Regions from separate parts of the Canis lupus genome. Here region 1 is linked to region 2. Evidence: chromatin contacts called from public Hi-C data. All regions are on one chromosome and are shown on one strand. Each heading gives the region's core, a stretch centred on a gene start, on an enhancer-like site or on the middle of the called end of the contact. The rest is flanking DNA. Distances are from core to core; before and after follow the strand shown.

Region 1 (2,815 bases), core at 280-2,779, 530 kb before region 2:
CAGGGAGCGATCCTGGAGATCCGGGATCGAATCCCACGTCGGGCTCCCGGTGCATGGAGCCTGCTTCTCCCTCTGCCTGTGTCTCTGCCTCTCTCTCTCTGTGTGATTATCAAAAATAAATAAAAATTAAAAAAAAAATAGAATCTTCTCTCAAGCCTGCTCATCCATTCTTCTCCCTCAGTTTTAGGTCCAGATTTGTTAAGTAGTGGTGTTTGGAATTAGACCTTAGGTTAAGTCTAGGTTCTGTCACTGGTTGGGTGACCTCGGACAGGTTACCATACTAACTTTTCTGCGCCTGTTTCATGAGTAAGATGATGTACTGGAGAACCTCAAATCAATCTGGTGTTTCCCAAACTTCATTCATGTCTTACCTTCCCAACTTTTGGACATAATTGTGTACTATCTCTACTACTATTTATTTAATCTTGTCCTTTAAAAATGTTAACTCACTTTTTTTTTGGAAGCAAATTTATTCAGAAAGGAAATTTCATATCACTATCATAAAAAGGAAATACCTATCATTCATCCCAGAGTGGTAAAAACAAGTACAACAAAATCAAAGCAAGGCTATTCAATTCTAGCTGGGTATGGTTACAGGCCAAAGCTCTGAGCTGAGGCCTGGACTCTGTTTAAAAAAAGATTATCTCAGTCACAAAAGGCCATTTATGGCCTTATAGGAAATGGCAAATCTAGAGATACAAAGTAAAGTAGTGATAGTTTAAGACTGAGGGACAGGAAAGGGGGGGTTGTAATAAAAATGTTCTAGAGTTGACTATAGTGATAGCTGCACAATTCTATGAATATACTAAGAACCACTGAACTGTGGTGAACTGTATGATATGTGAACCTTATTTTAACAAAACTGTTATTAAAGGTGTTAAATCTGATTCTTTCACCTTGAGGAAAATGAAGGGATGCAGACACCTGACCCAAGCCCACTATTCTATAACCTGGCCAGGTCTGTGACACTCCCTCCCGCCCCCTTCACCTCTCAGCTTTTGCCCTTTGTGAAAGGATTTGGTCGTAAGCCCTCAGTATTCCCCCTGCCCCCCCCCCCCCCAAACAGATCTGCCAGTCAAGGGAGACAAACCTGAGCTTACAGATCTCGCTACTCAGCCACTGACCTGCATCATCATGACTTTGGAGGAAATCGCTCTGAGCCTCACTTTTCTTACTGGTAAAGGTGGATACAACAGCACCTGCCTCAAGAGGTTGTAAAGAGGGTGAGAGGAGATACTCAGGTAGGGCTCCCGACACACAGAGATGTCCTTAGACTCCCCCTGCGGCGGCCTCAGTTTCCTTGACTGTGCGGTGGGAATACAGTGGATCCCGGGCTGCAAGTAATTTGAAGAAACCGACTCTCCTCGGCCTGTCCCGGGCTCCTCACGCCCCGCCTTACAGCAGGGGAAACCAAGGCCGCCCACGGTCGAACACCGCTAGTCCGGAACTCGGGGGCAGGGAGGCGGGGGCCCGGCCTAAAGGGCCCCGGGGGGAGGCCGCCGCGGGGCGGGCCTCAGAGGCACAGTCCTCCGCCGCGGCGCCGCCGGCCTACGGGGAAACCGCGAGCGCGCGGCGCAGCGCCACAGCCAGCCAGCGTCCTTCCCGAGGCGGCGGCGCGCTGACCAGCCCCCGGGGCGCCCCGCGCCGGAAGTCCGCCCGCGGCCGCTCTAGGACTGGAGCGCGGCGCTCGGTGCCCTTAACCCCCGCGGCGCCGGGGCGGGCTCGCCCGCGCTCGGCCGCTTCGGAGGCACGCGTCCCTCCTTTGTTTCCTCGGAGCTTCACAAAAGGCTGTGAGGGGAGAGGGCCTGGGGATCCCATTCTACAGGTGAGGGCACTGAAGTCACACCGCAGCTGAACCAAAGCCCAGGCGCCTTGTTTGGAGCTGTTTTCATTTACACCAACCGCCTCTCTCGGCATCCCTTACAGTATCTTAAAAGTATACACATTAAAACCTCAACTGGGGTTATTACAGATTACCACGAGCTTTTATTTTTCTTTGGCACTGAATTTCCTAATTTCCTAGAGTGCCTGCAATCCTACCCGTGATTCTCAAAATTAAAGGTTGGAAATAACTAGTACTTTCCAAAAATTTGGTTTACATACAGCTTCTCTCGTGTGCTGCAATTGGTTCCCACTGTTCCTGACATGTTCAAGGATGCTGGACCCCAAACATGAGGAAAAGATTATTGGCTCCAAGTTTCAGATGAGGCAACTGAGGTCCAGGCGGGGACGTGACTTGCCCAAGATCACACAAGTTCATGCAAATCAATTGCATCTGAAAAAACCTCCATTCCTATCCTATCCCGACCATCCACTACCCCACAGTTGCCTCTCAGAGCTGATCAGAGGAACAAAGGAAGGGACTGGAAGAAAAGCCACTGCCAACTGAAAATCAATAAATCGTAAGGGAATGGAAAGTTAGTTATTAGGCTCTACCCTTGTGCTTATCCCCTATGGGGCCTGGGTGGCCAACCGGACACAGCCCTGCCTTCACAGGCACACAGAGACCCAGTCAACTGATGTGGGGATTCTCCCCATTGCTGAGTATGCCTATTCTAATTATGCATTCTGACACTGAGAAACAACCACAGAATGGGTTTGGGGACCCACTGGATTGTGAGATAGACCTGAGCTTAGTGAGGTTTGGGTCTCCAGGAGAACAGAGTTGAATACTATAGTAGAAGTGCAACCAGAAGGTAGAATTTTGCCAGTGGAGAAAGGAAGATGTGCTTCTTTCCTTCTTATATTCATTTGTCATTGATGAACACCTACTATTGACCAGACACTACATTATTTACCTAGATCCTAGGAGTAC
Region 2 (2,700 bases), core at 101-2,600:
CCTGGTCCTTTGGTTGTGGGCCCTACCAGCCCTAGCTTACACCCCTGTAGATGGTTCTCTTTCACAGGGGTGCCTGATATCTGGTCCCATGCCTCTGGGGTGAGGCAATTGTTGCTCTTGAAATGATTAATCCCATCATTCCTTAGGCCCATGAAGGGATCTGATCGGCAGCTGCCAAAGGTGTCCCTACATCTGGAATCAGCTGGGCCAGGTAGCTCCTACCATCTAAAAACTCTCCCTCCAGCTGACATTCTGTCTCTGGGTCCTCAAAAAACATACTTAAGCCTTCTTTTTGGGGAAGGCTCTTTGAAGGCTCTACTGTCCTAATTCTTCCAGCCTGGGTTTCCCTGATTTCAGTCCACCAATCAACAGCCCTAGAGGAGCAGAAAAGAGATTTGCTTAGAGATGCTCAGGCTTCTTGAGGACTGGACCAAAGTCAGAACTGAAGTTTGGGCTGAAACTGAAGCTAGGGATATTGGCAGGGGCTGCCACCCTGGAACATCTGTTGGTGCTGGCCTAGGTTGGAGCTGCTGGCAAATACCTTGCCGCACACTGGAGGGAGACACAGGGCTTCTTACCACTGTGGGCCACCTGGTAGATGAGCACTCTGCCTGAAGCTCTTGCCACACTCAGGGCAAATGTTAAGGCTTCTGGCCTGTGTGAGTATGTTGGTGCTGCAGCAGATCTAAACTGCCTACAAAACTCTTGCTGCAACTGGGACACTTACAGGGTATCTCGCCTGTGGGCATGCATTGGTGTTTAAGGAGCTTGGAGCTGTGGTAGAAGGTTTTGTCACATTCTGAATGGGCATAGGGTTGTCCGCCCAATTGAATACACTGGTGCTCAATGAATTGGGTATGCTCACTAAAGCCATGGCCATGTTTGGGGTTGTTCTTCGCTATGCTTATGCTGGTGCCAGGCTGTACGAGCTGTTGAAGTTCTTGACACATTTACAGTAATTATAGGGCTTCTCCCCAGTGTGTGAATGCTGGTGCTTGAACAGATAAAAGCTGCACCCAGAGCTGTCACCAGATTGGGCACAGCAGTAAGGGCTTCACATCCCTGTGTGAGCGCTGGTTCTGCAACAGACTGGAGCTAAGGCTGAAGCTCTTGCCACACAGTCCCTCCAGCGGTAGGGCTTCTCGCCCCTGTGTGCCTGCTGGTGCTGGATTAGAATGGAGCGAACACTGAAAGTCTTACCACACTCAGCAGCTATAGGGCTTCCGCTGGTGCTTAATCAGGTTGGAGCCGCGGCCCGAGGCCTCCCTGCACTCTGGGAGCTTGTGAAACTGGAGGCTTGAGTGGGAAACCAGGGTGTTGCACAAGTTGGAACTGAGGCTGAAACAGCCGCCACACTCAGGCCAGGGCAGGGGTATGGTTTCTCATCCGTGTGTACATGGTGGCGCTTAACTAGTTGTGAGCCTCGCTGGAAGCTCTTGCCACACCCAGAACAATAGGGATTGATTGTCACCTGCGCGGCTGATTTGGTGGTGAAGGAGGTCAGGGCGGCAGGATGCCGTCAGTCCACACTCCCGGCACTCGAAGGCTTTGGGGACTGCAAGACGGTCCTGCCAGAGGCCTCTTCCCTGGGCCACAGCCTGACCTACATCGGTATTTCAGACCCAGCAGCATTTCCCAGGAGGCCGGCTGTCGCCGCCAGGGAGGGCCCGCTGGGATGGGCGGACCTCGGGGCTCCCCGGGATGTCCGCTTCCCCTGCCGCTCCGCGCCGTCCGAGTTCTCCTTTGCCACTTCTGGCCACGTTGACTGCATTGCAGTGAAAACCACCACCACCACCACCACCACCACCGTCTCCTAAACAGCAGCCGCTCAGCTCACAAGCGGAGCCAGGACGGGAGACACTCCGGACCCAGAGCCAGCACCGGAAACGGAAATGTCCACCAGCCCGTGCCGCTCTAGGAAGTGGCAGCGAACGGTCTCGGTAGGTTTAACCCTCTCCTTCACCTGACTGAGCAAGAGCTCCGCATCTGCGGCCGCTGTCAGGAATTTGACACTTTGGGGCCTGGCTCACGATCCTGAATCCGTCAGCGCGGAATTCGGCGCCCGGGCCATCGCTGTGGGGCGGCGAAGCGAGCTGGAAGGAAAAGGTGATCGCTGTCGTGGACACGCGGGGTGGAGGGGGTGGGGGCGGAGTGGCCGCGGCACCTGGAGCAGCACGGTACTGAGACTCCGAGGTCGGATGTCTGGGTTCTCCAAAGGGACCAGCCCACGGCGAGCCCCCTGAGAGCTTCCCCTCGGTCCTAAGCCCGGCGTGCTAAGCAAGGGGCAGACTACATATCCCAGCATGCACCGAACGCGCCGCTGGGGTGCGCACAGGGATTAGGTAACCACTACTGTCTACGTGCGTCCTGCGACTGTGCAGAGCACCGGGACCGAGAACTACAACTTCCAACTTGCAAAATCACTGCGGCGGCGCCGCTTAAAAAGCGTCAGAGGGGAGGTGCCCGGCCCCGCCCCTCTCTTCCAGTTCCGTTCCCTTGGAGGAGCGGCGAGGAGGGGGGCGGAGCCTTAGGCCTGAGCCAAGATGGCGGCTGCGAAACCGACCCTCACGGACTCGCTCTCGTTCTGCCTCGCGCAGCTCACGGCGGCGGCCGGGGAGGGTCTAGGTGGGGGAAAGGACACAGCTACCAACGAGACACCCTTGGGCCGTGCGCTCTTAGCCCTCCGCACGCGCCACGTCA

What was found. Hi-C and Micro-C count contacts between places; a contact is called where the count stands out from the background.
Region 1: a Hi-C map of blood shows a contact between it and region 2, with 4 times the contacts expected there. The contact joins the promoter of ZNF629 here to the promoter of ARMC5 in region 2. A contact is called at or near these places in 2 of 9 Hi-C or Micro-C datasets (both in blood).

Annotation. Positions count from the first base shown.
Region 1 is chr6:17,478,470-17,481,284 of UU_Cfam_GSD_1.0, reverse strand. It overlaps ZNF629 (zinc finger protein 629), which reads right to left and starts at 1,529. Exons shown (of 5, transcript XM_038539783.1): 1 at 1,125-1,529. All of the region lies in intron 1 of LOC111096249 (a long non-coding RNA gene), which reads left to right.
Region 2 is chr6:16,948,350-16,951,049 of UU_Cfam_GSD_1.0, reverse strand. ARMC5 (armadillo repeat-containing protein 5) reads left to right here and starts at 1,350. Exons shown (of 6, transcript XM_038539723.1): 1 at 1,350-2,700. The coding sequence starts at 2,544.